6 separate regions of the Sus scrofa genome follow, and all the other regions are linked to region 1. The links are chromatin contacts, called in public Hi-C and promoter capture Hi-C maps. All regions are on one chromosome and are shown on one strand. Each heading gives the region's core, a stretch centred on a gene start, on an enhancer-like site or on the middle of the called end of the contact. The rest is flanking DNA. Distances are from core to core; before and after follow the strand shown.

Region 1 (3,057 bases), core at 35-2,534:
AAAATGACAGCTCTGTAATTCTTCTGTAATTAGCCCCCTACCCCCCGCGCACTGTACCCCTTTCTCCTCGATCTCCCCCCCCCGTAAGGGTCAGGAAGGGGTTCTATTTCTGGGGCACATTCCTCGTCCCTAGACTCCATGTGACCCCAGGAGGCTCCGCCCAAGCCCGTGTAACTACCGTGTGAGCATCCGACACACCCCCCTCCCTTCTCCCTCGACCCCAAGAGTCCAAGACTCTCGGAACCACAAGAAACAGGGGGCTGGGGCCTAGAGTCTCGAGTCCTCGGGGTGGACGGGCTTGAAAGCCGGTATTTTTGGGTCCTGGGTGCTGAGGGATCTAGGGGCTTAAACACCTAAGTATTGGGGTAGATAAAGGTTGGAAGGGTGGACTCTGGGCACGTAAGAGGTATCTGTGGACCCTCCCAGCACTGGAGTCCCTAAGAGCTGGGGGGGGGGGGGCTAGAACTCACAGCTGGTTGGCTCTTTGGGCTTGCTGGTCCCCTGCAGAAGGCTCCGCAACCCAAGCAGCGCTCCCCCGCCAGGGGGGGCCCCGGCCGGGCCGCCCAGCAGCAGGGGGGCCGGGGTCCTGTCGCTCACGGGCCGCGCCATCGCCCGGCACCTGCCCGCAGGCTCACGGGCTCATAGAGAGGCGAAGAGCTGGCTTGCCAGTCAGCGGCACACTCCTGTGGTTCAGGCGGGTGTCTGCCCAGGGGCGGGCGAAAGTAGCTTGCAAGCCTCCAGTCTCCAGTCTCCAGAACACTGCAAGTCCTAGGAGCGATGGGGATTTGCAGTCCTCGGTGCAGAAATGTGCAACTCAAGAGGGTCCCAGGAGACCATACAGTCTGGGTGAGGGAGTGATCAAATCAGGCGGCCAGCTCTTTGCAACCGAGGGCTCAAGGGGACACAAGGCGCTCCTACAAGGTGGGCGAGCCTGGCTCTTGCAAAATCTGCAGCTCTCTCTAAGGAAGGAGCTTTGCAATCTGCACCAAGAGGTGTGCGCGGAGGGGCGGGGGAGAGGGCAGGAGGAGGCGGCTGCCTTGAGGCGTGGCCAAAGCAAACTTCTTTCGCGGAAAAAAAAAAAAAAAAGCCAAACCAAAACACCCGACGCCACAGCGCGCACCCCTCCTCTTGGCCCCGCCGGACTCTCAGGCCTTGCACCCCAGCCGCGTGCCTCCCTCCCGCTGAAAGCGCAGGCCAATCGCGTCTCGACCCCTCGAGACCCACAGCCAATGGGACTCCTGGATCTGCCGAGGCCTGGAGTGCGCGAGCAAGGGGCTCAGTGAGTGAAGTTACCTTGCCATTTGGAGGGAGGCGGGACCCTGACCTACATTTGCCCAATGGGAGACGGCTCTGGGGGCGGGACCGTGACCCAGTTCAGGCCAATGAGGCAGGCGGGAGGGGGAAGCACATGGCTCTGCGCGTGCTGCCTGACTGGGAGGGTGGGTGAGAGGGTGGGGGGCGCGGGAGAAGAGCCATACAGGAGCCACAAATCCTAATGATTGTTTTGGAAAAAGGAAGCCAAAAACCCGAGTAGTGGGGTTTAGGAAGTGGGAGATTGGTTTCTAGAAGAAGGCTGCTATTCTTTAATATCCAAATGCTTCCCCGCCGCGCCTAGAATCAGACCACTGAGATACAGGAAGTATTCTGTCCCTTTAATAGCTTTGTTTTGGGGGTGACTCCCCTCCCTCTGTGGGGAGGCTTGGGCAAGGCAGGCGCAATCCTCGATGGGGAGTCTCAGCGACCGTGGGGGGCACCATCCACTGTAAGACGAAACCGGTGGGGGGCGTTAGTTTAGGGCCTGATAGGATGCACCGGGTAGGGGGCGTGCAGGGGCGTGCAGGAGGCGGGGTAGCGGTGCTGGGCTGCGCCGGGCCATACCACAGGCAGGCTGCGAAGGGGAAACTGGAATGTACCAGCTTGAGAAGCTAGGGGAAAAGGACAGATTGCGAACTGGCAGTGGGCTGAACCATAGGGAGGCAGCAGGAGGGTGGCACAGGGACGTCCAGTTTCAGCATCAGGCTGAACTACGCGACGGTATTCACGGGGAGGCCTAGGCTATACCATGTTGGGAAGCCAGAGAGGTGGATGTCAGATCACTGGACTGAACCAAGAGGAGGCAGTAGAAGGGGAAGGGGATTGTACCATGTTGTTTTTCAGTGAAGGGGGTGTCAGACTTTGGACCAGCGTAGGGTTGTACCACATGGAAAGAGGGGAAAGGTTTCGGGCGATACCATTTCAGAAAGCCTTAACAAGAGCCACGGTCCAGTAGTTGATCGTACCCCCATGGAAGCAAGGGGGTTCGGGTTATACACCAAGTTGCAAGTCGCAAGCAGTGAGGAGGAAAGACAAATCATGGACCAGCAATGGTCTATGACGGAGAGGTGGGCTGTACCACGTTGACACAAATGGAGAAGGGAGAAAGAGCGAGTGAGAGCTCAGGAGGCTGGATCACACAGAAGCAGCAAAGAAGGGTAGGACTGTATCATATTGAGACACCAAGGGGAGACAGACACATAGGCGGGTTAGACCAAGACGAGGGGGTGCATACTGGATCATACCATGCAGGCGGTAGTTGGGGCCTCGGCAGCGCCTCTCGGGGTGCCTGGGGTCCCTGTTGCCCCTCAAGGCCCTGTGGGCCAAGGGCTGCAGGGGCCGGCCGTTCCCACTGAGGCTCTGGAAGATCTGGGACGGAGGATTCTGGCTCAGGAGTCTCAGGGAGTGCATCTGCCAAGGAGGGCGAGGGAGGGTGGGAACCTGGAAGTGACTAATGAATGGCCCTGCTGGCATCACAGAAAACCCCCCGCTCCTGGGAGCAGGTGGGCGGGGTCTTGCTCAGCCCCACCCCACCCTCCACCAAGGATTGCCAGACCCTCAGTCCCCTCCAGTTCTCTGTCCCCGATGGGAGGTGAAGCGAGGGGACACCCAGGCCAAGGAAGGGGCTGGGGGTGGCAGGGAGGGGGAATGAGCTGACAGGGTCACCTGGAGGGAGGTGATATTGAGGGCCCTGTCAATGAGGATCCAGGTAACAGTCTCCGAGCAGGGTGGGGTGCTGAGAGA
Region 2 (3,430 bases), core at 390-2,889, 540 kb after region 1:
CTTCCTGTGTCCCCTGCCCCCCAGTCAGGGTCCACCTCTCTCTGGGACACTATCTCTTTCTCTTTACGTTTCTGTCTTTCTCACCAGGTTGAGGTTGTATCTGTGTAGATTCTGGTCGGCTTGTTTGGGCTTGCTGGAGCTCCTTGGAGGCCTGTGTGAAGGAAAGCAATTTTCAAGTTTGGCCTTTGTGCTATCAGAACCCCCTCATTCGTTTCGCAAATGTTTACTGAGCAATTTTTATGAATACTAGCCAGGCAGGGCATAAGACATACTATGGCCCCTTCCTACCTTGAGGAATCTGAAGAACAAGCCCAATTTTGCTCCCATGTCTTCCAGAGACTAGCAAACTTGAAGGTAAACAACTACAATTCCCGCACGGACGGACACACACACACACACACACACATATGTATTCCCCGAATCCCCAGGGACCCAGGAGTGCGTTCAATCGCACCTGCAGCAGCAGCTCCTCGAAAGGCGTCGTCTCCGTGCCCATCGTCTCTGCTTCGTTTAGCTCCGGCACCAGCAACGTCGAGTCGGCCATGGCCCTGGGGGAGAGACCTTGGCGTCCTCAGCAACCCCGGCGTGGGGGAACCATCGGCGGGATCTGAACTCTGAGACTAGTTCCTGGGCCCTTAACCAAATCGCGACACCCACTATTCTGTATGAAAACCTGAGAATCTGGCCCGAGACACTTTCACTCAGACCAGATACTGTCGTCAAATCTCTTAAGAGCCAGTGTCTCTAGATGCTAAGTCCTGCGTGCCAAAGGTGCAAACTACAGCCACTCTTTTGATCCCTGCGTAATCAGGAACTTGAGTAAGTCACACTACCCCAACGCTTCATCAATCCTGCAACTGTATTCCGTTACCAATCACAGACCAATCTAGTCCAAGGCTGAAGCCACGCCTCTCATCTCAACCAATCAATACAAAGTCCTGATAGTCACTAAATGCCACACTTCCTGCGGGATTCAAGCCACGCTTCCGGCTCCTTCCGGATAGCCGACTCCGGCCAGTAGCTGGGCAAATCTGTCACACTTTAAGAACATTAATTTCATGGAGTTCCCGTCGTGGCGCAGTGGTTAAGGAATCCGACTAGGAACCATGAGGTTGCGGGTTTGATCCCTGGCCTTGTTCAGTGGGTTAAGGATCCGGCGTTGCCGTGAGCTGTGGTGTAGGTTGCAGACGCGGCTTGGATCCCGCGTTGCTGTGGCTCTGGTGTAGGCCGGTGGCTACAGCTCCGATTGACCCCTAGCCTGGGAACCTCCATATGCCGCGGGCGCGGCCCAAGAAATAGCAAAAAGACAAAAAAAAAAAAAAAAAAACATTAATTTCAGTGTCCATCCTAAGACTCTCTTTTGACCTCTGAACAACCACCTCGTTCCAGAACTAGATTCTATTCTCGATAAAATGTATTTAGGACTAAAAACTGCAATTCCGGTATCCAACACAAACAGGATAGCGAGACGCTGGAGCTCTCACAACTATTTGAAGTCACTCACACTTTCGTTCCCCATTCGCCCCGCTCTGAGGACTGCGCATGATCCAAACTACACTTCCGTGCGCAGACCCATGGGCGGGGTCACCAGGTCCTGGGCGGGGTTACGCTCTATCTCCCATAGCCCCGCCCTTTGGGTAGGAGGGGGCGGTGCTACCCTTCGGACCTCGAGGTTTCCTCCGGCAGAGCGCCCTGCAGTCGGTGGAAAGCGGCGGGGGAGCGCGATGGCCGAGACGTGTACAGGATCCCGCGCCAGCGAGATCTTCACCACGCTGGAGTACGGACCCGTGCCGGAGAGCCACGCATGCGCACTGGTGAGGGCTCGCCCGGCCCGCGCTGCCCATCCCCCTCCCCAGTCTTCGGAGCCGAGTTTTGCGCGCGGACTCCCACGATCCACCGCGGCAGCTCAGTAACTCCGCCCCTCTCAGCTCCCGCGATTCCCGCCACTCCTTAGGACCCACCCCTGGAGGATGGTTTGTTGAGCTTCTTAGAGTTGCTGCCTCAGCCCGATAGTCTCTTCTCATGAGGCCCAGTGGCTGTCCCGTTACATGGTCCAGAATTCACGGTGGTGCTTCGCCGAGGGTGCTTCCGAGAATCCCCCGAGGGGGTCCTGTGATTCATCAAGGCCCCCTCATAACCTCCCGCGATTCCCTGGGGGGCTCCCGTGATCTTCCGAGGACTCAGAACCCACGTGTAGACTTACCGTTGATTCCTCAGAACATCCTATGGCTCCCGAGTTTCCCCGGAATTCCTGGAGGGGCTCCCTTGATCAACCAGAGACCTCCAAAACCTCCGCGGAGCCGCCGTGATTCCTCAGGGTCACCTCAATACTCGTGGGGTTCCTATAGTCTCGGGAGTTCTCAGAACCCCAGAATACATCAGAACTTTCTGTAATAACCTTCAGCCCCTCAGAATAACCCCATGGGGCTCCCGCGACCCCTCCGTATTCTTCAGGACTTCCATAAGACTCCCGTGATCCCTCAGGGTCCCCCAAGAACGCTCTTGGGGTTCCCTATAAAAGTAGGGTGCCTCGAATTTTCTGTAACTACCCTCAGCATTCCCCCACGGGGCCATCATGAAGGCACAGGGCCCTCTAGCGCCCGGGCGTGAGAAGCTTGGCCTTTCCTGGAGGGAAAGAAGGAGGTTGGAATAATGGTGAGACCAGAGCCTGCCGTAGGCTCTGGAGATGGAGAGGAGGGAGTGAGGCAGAGACGCAGGAGGGACAGGGTTTGCGTGTTGAGAGGGCAGGGACAAGGCCGCGGGTCTGTGGCTGAAAATGTGGCCTCGGATTTAAGTCCCAATTAAGTCCTCGGAGACAGTTTTAAGGAAGGGAACAAAGAGCTTTATTGCTTTGCCACGCAAAGGAGGACACAGCAGGCTGATGCCACAAAACCATGCCCTGCCTGGAGAGGGGATATCAAGGAGTTTTACAGGTTTAGCTCGGGAGTCAGGGTTATTGATTGAGGGGTCCTTGTTACTCGCACCCATAGATCATTTCAGTGTCATCAAGGCCGGCATCAGCGGGTCCCGTGATGGTTTCTGGTTGTCTTCGTGCTTATCATTCCTTGACCTCTGTGGACTGAAGATTGCTTACAGGGAAGGGGTGTTAGTGCTTGAATTAGAAGAGAAAACACTAGGCGCAATATAACTCTAGAAAGTAACCGTGAGTAAAAGAAAGCAGTTAGCAAGGAAGAGATCATTTGTGAAAAACCGGACACTAGGTGCAAGATAATTAGAAAGTATTAGGAGTTCCCGTCATGGCTCAGTGGTAACCCGGCCAGTATCCGTGAGGACTCAGGTTCGATCCCTGGCCTCGCTCACTGGGTTAAGGATCCAGCATTGCCATGAGCTGTGGTGTAAGTTGCAGACGCAGCTCAGGTCTGGCGTGGCTGTGGCTGTGGCCAACAGCCACAGCCCTGATTCAACCCCT
Region 3 (3,390 bases), core at 427-2,926, 890 kb after region 1:
CAATCAGGGCATTGGGAAGGTAATACGCATCCAGTCCTAACCAATTTTGTTTTTTTTCTTTGACTGCTACACCTGCGGCACATGGAAGGAGTGGAATCCATAGCGGAGGCCTAGGCCACAGCGCCATAGCAACGCCGGATCCCAGTCTCATCTGCGGAGTTACGGCCGTAGTTTACAATAACGCTGGATCCTTTACAGCCGGGGATGGAACCCACATCCCCACAGAGACGACGTCATATCCTTACCCTCCTGAGCCACAAGGGGAATTCCTAGTCTTACCCAATTTAAATGGGGATGAAAGTTTACCCCACTGAAAGAGGCCAGACCTCCTCCCCTCCCAGGCAGTTAGATTTTCTCGATGGGCCAGTTTCCCCAGCTGTTCCTACCCTTCGACCCCCCCACCCCGCCCCACCCCCAGGCCTGCTGCCCCTTGCCAACGAACTGGTACCTGTTTCACTGCCACGGTCCGAGTCTCAGGGTCTGCAACCAGCTCCACTGAGGATTGAGGGGGTGGAGTTGGGATCTGAATCTTTCGGTGATTGTTTCCTTCCCTACTGGGGAGTGTGGCCTGCTTCAGGCCACAGGATGGGGCTACAACACCCATTCAGCAGGAGGAGGTGGTTTATTTCTAAGTAGGTTTGGCTCACTCCTCGATATGCAGTAGCCAGATAATGGCCTTAGGATAGCCTGTGACACCGGTCCTCGCCTAGGGGCAAGGCAGGTGTTTTTCTGTATAGCATTGGTTTCTCCTTGACAACGCAGGAACCTGACGAGATGCAAGTCCTGGGCTTGGCCTGCTACCACCCATCTCTGCTCAGCAATATGCATTTTTCTTCATAGGATCGGCTCTCTCCTGGACAAGGTGGTGGCCGGATTCAAGCCCGAGTTATCTGGCTAGTTCCAGGTGGGGTCAGGCACCACCTTTCCCTTCTGTGCTCCCCGGAGGGCACTTGCCAACTTCAGGACTAGCTGCACCACGCGATTCGGCCTGGGGGCCAAGCACATCCCTCCCCGGACTAACTCTCGGTCTTTCCCATTGATTGTGTTCCCGCTTCTGAAGCAGGCCACACCCCCTCCGGCTCAGGCCCCGCCCTCGCCCACCTTGGTTTCGGGAGCATTTCCGGTCGGTAACCAGAGTCAAGGGTCCCCGGCCCAGGACCAGGGCTTGCCCGTCGGAGGGCAGGAAGATGGGAGGTGCTCCCCCAGGGGGGCTCTCCAGCCACAGGCGGCCCCGGGCCTCCACCTTGGCCATCCTGGAAGCCGGCCTAAAGGGAAGTAGGTAAATAGGTTTGAGTGGCAGCCCGCAGATTGCTACAGGAAGTCCCGCCTCCTCGGCCGCTCCACCAGGAATTCTCTTCTTCCGCGAATGGCTCAGGAAATTCCACCCGCTCTCCGGCTTGGGGCTCGCGCCGTTTCCCAGGCGACGACTCCCCGCTTCGTCCCTCCCAGAGCCCCGACTCCTACTTCCCAGGGCAAAGGCCGAGAAACTCATGAACTCCCGCCTCAACCCTTTGCTCACCCTTGCCCGCTGCTTGGCTCACTCACCACTTCCAACCAAGGAAATCCCGCCCGAGGCGCCTGGCCCGCAACTCGCCTTGCAGCTTTCTCCGTTTCTCCGCGGACGGAAATGACTCGCCTACTAAAGTGGGCGGGGCGTTGGTCCCGCCCATGACGTAAGCCCCGCCTCTTAGCGGTCCCGGGGCCTCTCTAGTCCCTCTGCGGCTCTGACCTTCATCTCTCCTGCTGCAGGGTGAGGCTCAGGCCAGTAGGGGGAAGGGGGTCTCCACAGATTTTCCTCTTTCCACGCTAAACTCTCGTTTTCATTCCCCTTGCTGGACAGTTACAGCGGGAAGTTATCCTTCCTCTTTGTTGACTATTGGCAGTCGAAGAAACCCTGCCCCAACACACACCTACCCTCATGCTGCAGTTTCCTCATCTGCAAAGTGGGGATAATCCTTTCCACGTTGCAGGGTTACTAGAAAGATGAAAGGAGTTAGTACATATAAATACTTCAGAAAAGTTTCTAGGTGGTAGTTGGCTCGGTTTAAGTTTCGTCTGTTAACATTCCACCCATGGTGGTCTGATGGGAGATGGGTATTCCACGCTTACTGGACCTGGCCCCATCTTCAGGTCTGGCGCCATTGCTCTGTAACCACCAGCTGACTTAGAATAGTCAGAAAACTCCTGGCGTCAGCTGGAGGTTCCTGGCTTTCCTGGGCACTCAGGAACTGTAGTTCCTTAAACTATTCCCAACACTCACACTCCTGAAGAGTGGGAATCAATGACTACACAGGACTGGAATCCTTCCTCCTACCCCGCGAATCTCCATTATCTTGTCTGTAAAATAGGCACAATTAGTTTAATTCGCAGCTTTGCACTGAGAAGCAATGAGACACTGCTCATTTGGCTTCAGAAAATGTTGAATAACACAACACACCTCATAGTCATTTGTCAGAGGTAAAACTCTTTAATCTCGGAGCGCCCCTCTCAACTCCTGATCCCGACCCCCCATTCTCTCCCCCACACCAGGGCCGGAGAGTGAGGCCCCCTGCCCTCCACCTTGGGTGGACGAGGGCCCTTTAAGGCACCTGTGGGGGTGGGGGGAGAGGGGCGGGAGCTGGTAACGTCCTGGACACAAGGACGGGTTTTGATTGGCAGGCAGTTGTGATAAAACCAATGAGAGGGTGTCAGACGCAGGAACAGGATTAGGCCATCCTTGAGGGGGCCAGAGGGACAATTGTCAGGACTGAGCCAAAAAACGACCCCAGCCCCAGTAGTGTAAAGACTGTAAATGTAAGGCCACAGGCCAATCCTGGGCAAAGGGGATTGGCCACGCCCCCAGGAGGCTGGAGCCAATCAGGTGGGGTAACTCGGGGTGGACAGGACTCTTGGGATGTTGGTCAAGCCCTTTACAGTGTTCAAGCCAATCAAACGAAGGAACTGCCCATTCACTATGCGAAGTGGAGGGCTACTACCCAATCCTGCAGCTTGACTGTGCTCTTTCGGGAACGGAGCCAATGCCGTGAGAGCAAAGCCCTTGTTGCTAGGCAGAAAACGACAGAGTTGACCTATTAAGTCAACTGGCCGCGCCCTGATGCCGGACCACGCCAATCCCTTAATAGAAAGAATCTGTCGCTGGGCGGAGAGAAGACAGACCCAATCGGGAAACTGGACAGGCGCTGGAGCGGCTGGGGGCCGGAAGGGCGGTGGGGATCCGCAGGGACCAGGGACGGGTCAATCCTGGGGCCAGGGACCGTGGGAGGCCGGTCATAGCTCTGACTCGGATTGGCAGGTCCCGGAGGCGGGGCGGGGGTGTAGTGTTGGGTGGGGCGGGCGCCGGGCCGGGAAGCTCCCTCCCTGGGCCTCAGTATTTCCGCTTCAGCTTCTGGA
Region 4 (3,319 bases), core at 714-3,213, 840 kb after region 1:
AACTCAACTAGTATCCATGAGGATGCAGGTTCAATCCCTGGCCTTGCTCGGTGGGTTAAGGATCTGGCATTGCCGTGTGAGCTTTGGTGCAGTTTGCTGACCGGGCTCAGATCCTGAGTTGCTGTGGCTATGGTTGTGCGGTAAGCTAGCAGCTGCAGCTCAGATTCAACCCCTAACCTGGGAACTTCCATATGACACAAGTGTGGCCCTAAAAAGTAAAAAAATACCTAAATAAATAAAATGGTTCAGCAAAGGAGTTCCCTGGTGGTGCAGCAGGTTAAGTATCCCCTGTTGTCACTGCCGTGCCTTTGGCATTGCTATGGTGGGGGTTTGACCCCTGGCCTGGCAATTTCCATATGCTGGAGGTGCAGCCAAAAGAAACAACACCATAAAACGTTCAGCAAATCAAAAAGGAAAAAGATAAATGTGACAATATAGTGATACTGCTGAGTGTGCAAAGCAACGCACCCTTTTTCCCTGAAATATATCGACAAACTGCATTGGAAGACGTTGTTCTCATTTCCACCCCCACTATCCCACGTCTTCACCAGCTTACTTTACCCAAACCCCCTCATCCTCATGGACGTGTGTTTTCCAACCTTCCAACATAATTACCTTGACAAGAGTAAAATGCTGACAGCACTCTTTTTTTTCTTTGGCTGCAGCAGAGACATATGGAAGTTTCCAGGCCAGGGATTGAACCCCTACCACAGCAGCGACCCCAGCTGCTGCAATGACAACAGGGGGTCCTTAACCCGCTGCACCACAGGGGAACTCCAGTATTATTTAATCGAAGATGAGTGGCTTTCAGAGATTTACTCCCTTTTTCTTTTTTTTTTTCTTTTTAGCACCCCCCCCATATGGAAGTTTCCAGGCTAGGGGTCCTATATGAGCTGTAGTCACCAGCCTACTCCACAGCAACTCAGGATCTGCGCTGCATCTTTGACCTACAAGCTCATGGCAAAGCCGACTGTTAGCCCACTGAGTGAGACCAGGGATCGAAAGCACATCCTCATGGATACTAGTGGGGTTTGTTAACCACTGAGCCACGAGGAGAAGTCCATTACTCGATATTTTAAAATAGGTTTTGTGGGTGGGAAAAGCCTGCAATATTTTCCTTCCCCACCTAAAAAAAGTATTATTTTCCTAAGTTTCTATTAATTAGTAAAATGTATCTGTGTAGTAAATTTCTGTCAACACTTAAGTTCCAACGACTTTCCCGGTTTATAGATCGTTTTCAACTTGGTTTATGGAGTCTTTTGCGGAGAAACAGATCTGTATTTTACGTTTTCTGGCTTTGCTGCAATGATAAACTCTTTTTTCCAGTCTTCAAGATTATACAGTGTTATGGTTTCATTTGCATTTTTAATCCACCTGGAACGTATTTCAGATCTAGGCCGGTTTCTGGCCTCTCGCCCAGAAAACAACTATCAGGTGTTACTTAGCAACCACCACTGGGGTTGGAGTGAGCCGTCTCTTCAGGGAAAAAAAACAGCTGCACTCTCTCCAGAGTCGATTGCCCCTTTAAAGCGTTGCCTAGTAACCCTGTTTCAGACTAGGTGATTGGACCCTGCACACGACCCACCCCCCCCTCCCGGTTCCCTGGGAGCCAGAAAGAATTTAGCTGAAAACCTAATCTCTGTCAGAAAACCAGGGCAGCGTGCGCGTTGCATGGCAACTAGATCTTCCGACCCTCCCAGTGAAACTAGTGTCGGAAGAGCCGCCCCGCTCAAAGATGGCGGCCGAAGCGCCGCTCTCAATATATTTCGTTCTCTACGTCCTGCCAATAATTAATCTTTACACCAGGCCCCCGAAGGGGTTCTCTAGGTCCTTTTGGAGGCTTGCACAAGGTTGGTACGAAGGAGGATGGAGATCAACCGACGCGCCCTGAGTGCCCCGCACAAACATGGCCGCAGGCGCGGCGTCAGGGGCGCGAGGCCGTCCGGCGCAGGCGCGGGCGCGGCGCAGGCGCACTTGCGCTCATCCCGCGGTGGCGGAGACGGCGACGGCGGCAACGGCAGCGGCGGCTGGGGCGCGGGGCATGGTACTCGGGTCGGAGGGCCCGGCGCGCGCCGGGGGCCTCGTAGCTGACGTGGTGTTTGTGATTGAGGGCACAGCTAACCTGGGGCCCTACTTCGAGGGGCTTCGAAAGCACTACCTGCTCCCCGCCATCGAGTGAGTGAGGTTTCCGCGACTCCAACCCCGCCCTCCGACTTTAGTTTTCCAGTCTCTTGCCTCACCCCGACTTTTCACCCCCGACCCTCACAGGTATTTTAATGGTGGTCCTCCTGCGGAGACCGACTTCGGGGGAGACGTGAGTCTTGGGACTCTTGAAGGTCGAGGGAGAGGGAAGCTGGGAGTCCCTACTACTGGGTCTCGGGGGAGGGGCTGGGGTCCGGGCTCTGAGTCCGGGAGGAGGGGGCTGGAGCTGAGGAAGAAGGAGCGGGGCGGGGGGTGGTTCCAGACTCCTGAGTCGTGCGGGAGGGTTGGGGTCCGGACTTCTGGGTCCCAGGGAGAAGGGCCTGGGGGCTTGGACTCCTGGATCCGAGGGAGGAGAGGCTCGGGTGCGGACTCCTGGGTTCGAGGGAGGAGGGAGCTGGGAGCTCCCACTTCTCTGAGAGAAAAGACAGCTGAGGTCCCAGATGAAAAGTTCTTCTGTCCTCCTCTGCCAGTATGGGGGGACCCAATACAGCCTCGTGGTGTTCAACACGGTGGACTGCGCTCCGGAGTCCTACGTACAATGTCACGCTCCTACCAGCAGCGCCTATGAGTTTGTCACCTGGCTGGATGGCATTAAGTGAGCTCTTTTCCGGGCTTTGGGGTGGGTTGGGGGACCCTGGGAGGGACCTGGGTTTGAGCTGTAGGATCCATTCCCTCACATTGGGAAGCTAACAAGGACTGTGATTGGGATTGTGGTTTTGTCCTAAGTCACTTGTGTGCCCGGTTCTGTGTGCTCAGCGGTGATGCCATCTGGTTTGGAAGCGGAAGGAACTCTAGCACCCAGGCCCTACTCTCCGTGCGATTTCCCCCCTTTTTGTTTGTGTTTCATTTCTCCCGTGGCTTCCTTTTTCAGCTGAGCGCAGTGAAGCCTGATTGAAAGGGGGTGGGGTTGGGCTAGGCATCTTGTGCTTTGGAGCAGGTTTTGATAAGTTTGCATTGCAAACTCTTGCAGGTGCAGACAGCCTGGGGCCACCGCATGGCTATACCCCAACAGAACTCCCAGACCCAGGAGTCCTGGTTCTCTCTGTGTTTAACATAATTTATCTCTAAAAGGGGAATGTTGATAGTTCTTACAGCTATTGTATTCCTTCTCTCCTGT
Region 5 (3,069 bases), core at 194-2,693, 710 kb after region 1:
CCAAGCAAAGCCTCACTTCAGCACACCTGAGGTCACAAACTCATAGATCTTGTGTGGGTCGTGGGGGTCCTTGCTGTGGTCCTCTGCTAAACGCAATGCTTCTTTCCGGTTCAGGGCAGACCGGAAATTCCTCTTCCAGGTGGGCAGGTCGGGCTTATCCTTCCCAGGAGTGTAGGCACCACTGGCCTCGGCCCAGGCCTGGGGGGACCAGTGGTACCAAGATAGTGAAGAGGATGACTTAAATCTTGCCCCCAGGGGTCCTAACCTTGGCTCCTCTTGTCCTAACACCACCTTGCCCTCCCCTGGCAGGTTTTGTTTTTGTTTTTGTTTTTGAAACCATAGTTGATTTACAATATTGTGCCAATTCCCTTTGCACGTTCTAACTTAGTTCTCATCCCCAAGCTCTGGAATTCTCTGTGCCCCAAATCCCCCTTACCTCCACCCTTCAAAAACATTTGCTTTCTAAGCCAGCCTCCTGGTCCTAATGGGTGTCTAACTGCCAGTGCGCTGCCCCAGGACACTCTTCGTCATTAGGCTTAACACCACCGGCATATCCTACTTCCGTGGCAACCTCGGCTTCAGGGTCGAGTCTTGCCTCTAATATTCCAAGGTCCGCCCCCAGAATTCTACAACCAAAAGCCCCACCCCAGGGGGTTCCCTACCACCACCACTCCCCTCCCACCCCAGGATGCATTTCCTTCACTTGCCCGGTTCTATTCCTGGGACCTGGCGGCTCCAATCCTCACGGCTGTCAGACGCCCATCTGCGCGTCGTACTAACTTCGCCCCTCCCAGTTCTAACTCCATCCACCCCCACCTGCCAGAATAAGCGTGGGCCGCGCGGTCGAGCTGATCCCATCCCTCGGCCCCGTCCCCTTGGAGTCCCCGGGCCCGGCGCGCGCGCACCTGGAAGATGCCGAAGTCCTCCTGCTGGGCATCCTGCCGCAAGCCGTGCTTCCAAGGGATGCGGAAGCGCGTGTGGCCCTCATCCAGCCAGGCCACGCCCTCCAGTTGCCCCTGGTTCAGCTGAGATATCAGCCAGGGCAGGATCCGAGGCTTCTGAGTTCCCATGGGCCTGTGCGCCGGGGACAGTTCCTGGATATAGGCGGACTCCCAGGCCCACCCAGTTGGAAGGTTCCGAACCCAGACCTCCCTCTCAAGCGCCACGGCGCAGGGTCCTCACCTCTATTCTCCTGGGGTACAGACAGGAGACCTCCCATCCTCCAGAGAGGCTCCCTAATTCAGAGAGGAGTCCCTCCAAAACCCCTCTCCTTTCCCCAGCTTCTTTTATCTACATACCTCTACCTCCCTCAATTCTACCTTCCTCAATTCCGCCAGTGTAGACCTTCCCCACTCCACTGAAAGCCCTTCCCTCCCCCACATCACACAGTGCAGGTACTCTTATCTCCAGGGTAGACGCCTCCCTCCCGTTACTGCCGTGCACATGCTAGGGACTCGCAGACCTCTACCTCCCACACTCAACTCCAGTGTAGCTCCCCCCGCTCCCCAGAACCCCTCACTCATAGACCGACCAACCACAGTTCCTCCCAAACAGACGGCCTCCCTCCTCCGCGGCACGCCCCACTTCCCAGAGTGGATCGCTTCTCATTCACAGAGTCCTTCTCTCCCCTAGATACCCCAGTGTGGACACCTCCTCTTCTCTCCTACCAACTACTTTTCTAAGTTTTGTTTTACAGCCAGCCATTGCTTCACTTCCTTTCCTTCTCGCTTCACTTTCCCCAGCGTACACAAACCCCCTTCCCCACTGTCAAGGCAGACGCATCCTTCCTCCGTCCCATTCTTCACTACTGGACGCCACCAACTCCCCCGCTTTTCCGCGTTACCTAGGTAGTGGGTCGAGGCGCGTAGAGTGCCGGGAGGAGGTGCGCCGGGAACCCAGGAACCCAGAAACCCAGAAAACCCACTCCTGCGTTTGAAGCCCCGTAGCTCTCGAACTCGCCGCCGCACACCCCACTTCTCGTCAGCTGAGTTTTAGAGGTGGGACTTGTTTTCTGTTGATTTCTTGAAATAAAAACGACTTTAACGTCGTTAGGATTATCGACTCGACAGCCAGAGAGGCGGTACAGTGAGCCGGGAAAACTCCCCCGCCCATCATGCCCTTTTTAGGTCTTCCGACCACGGGCATGCTGGGAGCGTTCTATGCAAATTAGGCGGGCCTCATCGCCCCGCCCCTTCCACGTTTGGGCCGGCTCCTAGCCGGTACAGTCATTGCGCAGGCGCGGGAAAGTCGCCCTAAGGAAAGTTTATACAAGTTCAGTGGAGGAGGCGGCGGCGGCGGGGCCCGGGACCAGGTGAGCGGGAGGTGAGGGAGAGCTAGGTGAGCAGGGAAGAAAAGGGGGCCGGGATCTAGGAGCAGGTAGCCCAGTCACGCTTCCCCGACATCTGCGTGTCCCGGCTCCCCCAAATTCCAGCCCGAGTCAGAGTGGAACTACACCTCCCAGCAGGCTGCGCGGCGAACAAGTAACGGACGGAGGGGAATGTTTGCTACGAAGTCTGCTGGGAATCGTAGTTCCTGATCCTCTACGGACTTGAATAGCTTGGCATATACTTTCAGAATGGAGAAGTCAGAGCCCCAAGCCTCCTTCTCCTTCGGGGACTCAGGGATCTGAGGCCCCAGTCTCCTTCTCTCTTAGACTCAAGAGTTCAGACCCCCAGCCCCCTACTCCGAAAACCAAGAGTCCAGGCCCCCAGTCCCCTCCTCCCTTGGACCCCAAATCCAAATCCCCAGCTTTCTCCTCTCCCAGGATCAGGATGTCTTTGCCCTCATCCCTCTCCTCCTTCTGAGAACTCAAGTGTCTGGGCCCCCAGACCCCAACTTCTGTAAGGAACCTGGGAATCCAGACTCTCAGCCCCTTCCTCCCTTGGGCACGCATGAATCCTGACGGCACCACACTTCTCATTCCGGGACTAGCAATTTGGGCCCCCAGCCGGCAGTTCTTGCTGAACCCTGGAGTCCATCCCCAGCTCCTTCTCTTATAGGTGCCTCCATGGCAGGCTCTGAAGAGCTGGCGCTCCGGGAGGACACTCTGAAGGTCCTAGCTGCCTTCCT
Region 6 (3,297 bases), core at 457-2,956, 930 kb before region 1:
TGAGTGGGAGGCTTTGGAATTTGCTGAGCCACAGCAGTGACAATGCCAAAGCTAAACTGTTAGGCCACCAGGGAACTCCTAAGTTAAGAATCTTTTTTCTTGGAGTTCCCGTCGTGGCGCAGTGGTTAACGAATCCGACTAGGAATCATGAGGTTGCGGGTTCGATCCCTGGCCTTGCTCAGTGGGTTAACGATCCGGCGTTGCCGTGAGCTGTGGTGTAGGTTGCAGACGCGGCTCGGATCCTGCGTTGCTGTGGCTCTGGTGTAGGCTGGCGGCTAAGCTCCAATTAGACCCCAGCCTGGGAACCTCCATATGCCGCAGGAGAGGCCCTAGAAAAGGCAGAAAGAGAAAAAAAAAAAAATTGGAAGAGGAAAAAGGATGAGAAGTATGTAATTTTCAAATGGGTGGTTTTAAGGAAGGCCCCTAAGAGGAGGTGACATTTGAATAAAGAGCTAAAAATGATATAGTGAATTTGGCAGGTATTTGGGGGAATTTTAAGAGAATTAAGTTATATGCGTGGAGAAGGTCTCTGAAAGGCTGTTCCCAATAACTATGTAAGTGGCAGGTGATTGCCAGGTACTTCCCTTTTCCACGATTTAAATCACAAAATGAAATTACTGGCCACCTCAGGGAATCCAGCCTCCCACTTATGTCATCCCCTGTAAGGGTGTCCCATCACTTTTTGTTGTTGTTGTTCTTTTCTAGGGCCGCACCCACTACATATAGAGGTTCCCAGGCTAGGGGTCTAATCAGAGCTGTTGCCACCGGCCTACGCCACAGCCACAGCAACGCAGGATCTGAGCTGCATCTGCGACCTACACCACAGCTCACGGCAACGCCGGATCCTTAACCCACTGAGTGAGGCCAGGGATCGAACCCAAAACCTCATGGTTCCTAGTTGGATTCATTTCCGCTGAGCCACGACATGAACTCCACTGTCACATTTATTATCACTTGTAATAACATGTTAATTATGTTTGTTTTGGTTAATGCATGTTACCCTCTGGACTCTAGGCAATCCAGCAGATCTTTCTCTGAGCTTCTGCAATTCCTAGAATGCACCAAGCTCACTCATCACAGGACCTTAGCACAGGCTGTGTGTCCTCTGCCTGGGCGCCTAGCCCCCTCACCCTCAGCCTCTCTTCCCGTCCCTCTTGCAAGCCATCTCACACATTTTTGTTTTCTGTTATTTCACATATACTTACGTCTTCCCTCAAGAGGACAGGGATGGGGTCTGCCTTGTTCATCATTTTGACACGCCCCCTCACGCCCAATTCCCCATCCTCCCAGCACAGAGCCTGGCACTCAGTGCTGACTGATTTTTTGCTGTGTCCCCGCCACGCGGAAGTTCTGAGGCCAGGGATAGAACCTGAAGTACAGCACCGACACCACCAGATCCTTAACCTGCTAGGCCACTAGGGACACCCTCAACGCTGATTTAGAGGGTGAAGGAAGGATTCTTTCGGTTGAAAATTTTGTCTCTACAACTAATTCTAAGGTTTCATTAGCAGAAGGGTGGGGGAGCATCCACCCCCTGCACAAGCTGGTAAGTCAGGATTCCAGGTTATCATTGCCCAGGGCAGGGCGCCGATTTACTGGAACCAGGAAAGGGGAGAAACAGGAAGCAGGTAGAGGCCAGAGAGAGAAGACGCTGTCTCCTCCCCCTGGAAGGTGGTCGTTCAGGCAGAAGGCAGTACAGCAAGCTTCCGGAACACCCTTGTCGACCCGCTTATCTCACTTTGCGCCTCTACCCAGACGCGAGCGGCGCCTTTAAGGCTCCCGGAAACGAGCCAGAACAACCGGAAGTGACCCTCGTTAGTTCCCCTCTTCACGTGGTGCGGGCCGGAAGTGACGCGCGGGGCCCGGGAGCTGCCGACGCGGAGGCCGACGGAGCCGGAGTAGCGGACGCCGCGGGGTCTCCGGGACAGGTGACCCTAGGAGGGGGCCGGGAGCGCGCCCGGAGAGGGCGGGGCCTGATGCCCACGTGGGGGAGCTGGCGCGAGCGCAGGCGGGGTAGCGAGCAGCCCGCGGGGGCGGGGTCAGATACTCTGCGGGGGGCGGGGACTGGACGCCCACAAGGGAGGCTAGGGGTGGGTGCTGGCTGGGCGGAACGTCGGCGGGTGGGCAGGGCTGGGGTGGGCCAGTCTGCGGGCGGGTCCGGAGTGTAGGTGGGCAGCTGAGGGCGGGGCCCAAAAGTTGTGCCGGGGCTGGGGGCGGGGCCAATGGAAGCCAGCGGTGCGGGCGGGGCCGGGACTCCCGGCGGAAAACGCTGGGGGCGGAGCCAGAAAGTTTTTCCTGTCCTGAAAGTGGGTCCTGGAAGTCAGGGGTGGATCCAGAGGCTGATGCGACGGTGAGGGCAGGGCCAAAAAGAAGCGGGGGAGCTGTGGGCGGGGCCAGGTACTGGCTAGGAATGATGAGGGTGGAGCCGGAAAGTTTTGCAGGCGCCAGGAGCTTCCCCACAATGTGGTGAAGCTCGCCGTGGAGCTCGAACCTTGCCTTGGGGCGCGCCGGGGGCGGGGCCAAATATTGGCGCGACGAGGCGGGTGCAGAGTCCGGGGCGTGGCCAGGAGGTTGGCCGGGCAAATCGTGTAGGGACCACAAATGTTGACTCGTGAGCTGGAGGCGGGCCTGGTGTAATAACGCGAGAAGGAGGGGGCGGGCTTAGGTTGCAGCCTGGGGATCTAGGGGGCGGGGCCAGAGTGTTGGCTGGGAAAATCCGAAGCCGGGTTGAGGGGCGACAGCTTCTTGACGCGAGCGTGCGGGCGGGGTCGGAAAGTTTTGGCTTTGCCCGGGGTGGGCCGGTGGCGTTCCGACCGGCTGGAGAACGGAGCTTTTTCCCTGGAAAGCCGCAGGCGGGCCAGAAAGTTTTGACCGTGTAGAGGCGGGTACAGTATTCTCTAGGGAGGTCGCATCAGGCCCAGGAAGCCTCGCCAGTGAGTACTGGGTCTGTTTGGGGAATCTTTATAGGGGTGCGGGGAAGCAGGGGCACCTTTCTTGGGATGCTGGGGGCAGCGAATAAGGAGTGCGGTTCAGACTCTTTGAGTGTGGGGTTATGAGACGGTTCTGAAACTCCTTGGAAAGAGCCAGATCTAGACTGTTAACGGGGATGTGAGCGGCACCAGAACGGGCACAGGGAGTTGGGCCTAGAACTTTCTTGTGCAGGTCGGGGGAGAGGCTCGTTACCTAAAGCTCTCTTGGGATGGAGACCCGAGGTAAAACTCCCAGCATAGGGGTGTGGAGACTGAACTAGAATTTTCGTTTGGAAGAGAGCAGTGTCGGATGTTTCCCTAAGTAATG

What was found. Promoter capture Hi-C pulls out the DNA fragments that hold promoters and counts their contacts. A called contact is a pair of places that touch in the nucleus more often than the background predicts.
Region 2: a Hi-C map of liver shows a contact between it and region 1, with 3 times the contacts expected there. The contact joins the promoter of ALDH16A1 here to the promoter of DBP in region 1. A contact is called at or near these places in 1 of 5 promoter capture datasets (liver), 1 of 47 Hi-C or Micro-C datasets (liver) and 1 of 2 datasets of contacts at active chromatin or transcription factors (alveolar macrophages).
Region 3: a contact with region 1 is called in a Hi-C map of embryonic fibroblasts, with 2.7 times the contacts expected there. The contact joins the promoter of PNKP here to the promoter of DBP in region 1. A contact is called at or near these places in 1 of 5 promoter capture datasets (liver) and 3 of 47 Hi-C or Micro-C datasets (embryonic fibroblasts, heart right ventricle and skeletal muscle).
Region 4: a promoter capture Hi-C map of liver shows a contact between it and region 1, with 4 times the contacts expected there. The contact joins the promoter of MED25 here to the promoter of DBP in region 1. A contact is called at or near these places in 1 of 5 promoter capture datasets (liver) and 1 of 47 Hi-C or Micro-C datasets (heart right ventricle).
Region 5: a Hi-C map of liver shows a contact between it and region 1, with 5 times the contacts expected there. The contact joins the promoter of BCL2L12 here to the promoter of DBP in region 1. A contact is called at or near these places in 1 of 5 promoter capture datasets (liver) and 6 of 47 Hi-C or Micro-C datasets (embryonic fibroblasts, heart right ventricle, liver and 3 more).
Region 6: a contact with region 1 is called in a promoter capture Hi-C map of liver, with 4 times the contacts expected there. The contact joins the promoter of CCDC9 here to the promoter of DBP in region 1. A contact is called at or near these places in 1 of 5 promoter capture datasets (liver) and 2 of 47 Hi-C or Micro-C datasets (heart right ventricle and liver).

What each region holds. Positions count from the first base shown.
Region 1 is chr6:53,991,760-53,994,816 of Sscrofa11.1, forward strand. It overlaps DBP (D site-binding protein), which reads right to left and starts at 1,285. Exons shown (of 4, transcript XM_003127286.6): 1 at 471-1,285. The coding sequence starts at 609. CA11 (carbonic anhydrase 11) reads right to left here. Exons shown (of 9, transcript NM_001004038.1): 7 at 2,980-3,057; 8 at 2,559-2,724; 9 at 1,638-1,760. The coding sequence ends at 1,735. LOC110261016 (a long non-coding RNA gene) reads left to right here and starts at 2,347. Exons shown (of 3, transcript XR_002344719.1): 1 at 2,347-2,471.
Region 2 is chr6:54,527,900-54,531,329 of Sscrofa11.1, forward strand. ALDH16A1 (aldehyde dehydrogenase family 16 member A1) reads left to right here and starts at 1,640. Exons shown (of 18, transcript XM_021094740.1): 1 at 1,640-1,814. The coding sequence starts at 1,725. It overlaps PIH1D1 (PIH1 domain containing 1), which reads right to left and starts at 858. Exons shown (of 9, transcript NM_001244978.1): 1 at 455-858; 2 at 85-151. The coding sequence starts at 544.
Region 3 is chr6:54,879,138-54,882,527 of Sscrofa11.1, forward strand. PNKP (bifunctional polynucleotide phosphatase/kinase) reads right to left here and starts at 1,677. Exons shown (of 18, transcript XM_005664749.3): 1 at 1,546-1,677; 2 at 1,102-1,265; 3 at 449-495. The coding sequence starts at 1,670. It overlaps AKT1S1 (proline-rich AKT1 substrate 1), which reads right to left. Exons shown (of 5, transcript XM_005664751.3): 5 at 2,444-3,390. The coding sequence ends at 3,365.
Region 4 is chr6:54,832,340-54,835,658 of Sscrofa11.1, forward strand. It overlaps MED25 (mediator of RNA polymerase II transcription subunit 25), which reads left to right and starts at 1,964. Exons shown (of 19, transcript XM_003127336.5): 1 at 1,964-2,175; 2 at 2,269-2,314; 3 at 2,673-2,797. The coding sequence starts at 2,042.
Region 5 is chr6:54,705,010-54,708,078 of Sscrofa11.1, forward strand. BCL2L12 (bcl-2-like protein 12) reads left to right here and starts at 1,444. Exons shown (of 10, transcript XM_013998657.2): 1 at 1,444-1,573; 2 at 1,848-1,882; 3 at 2,070-2,258; 4 at 2,260-2,311; 5 at 3,000-3,069. The coding sequence starts at 1,444. It overlaps IRF3 (interferon regulatory factor 3), which reads right to left and starts at 1,070. Exons shown (of 8, transcript NM_213770.1): 1 at 906-1,070; 2 at 27-198. The coding sequence starts at 1,070.
Region 6 is chr6:53,063,471-53,066,767 of Sscrofa11.1, forward strand. CCDC9 (coiled-coil domain-containing protein 9) reads left to right here and starts at 1,707. Exons shown (of 15, transcript XM_021094629.1): 1 at 1,707-1,928.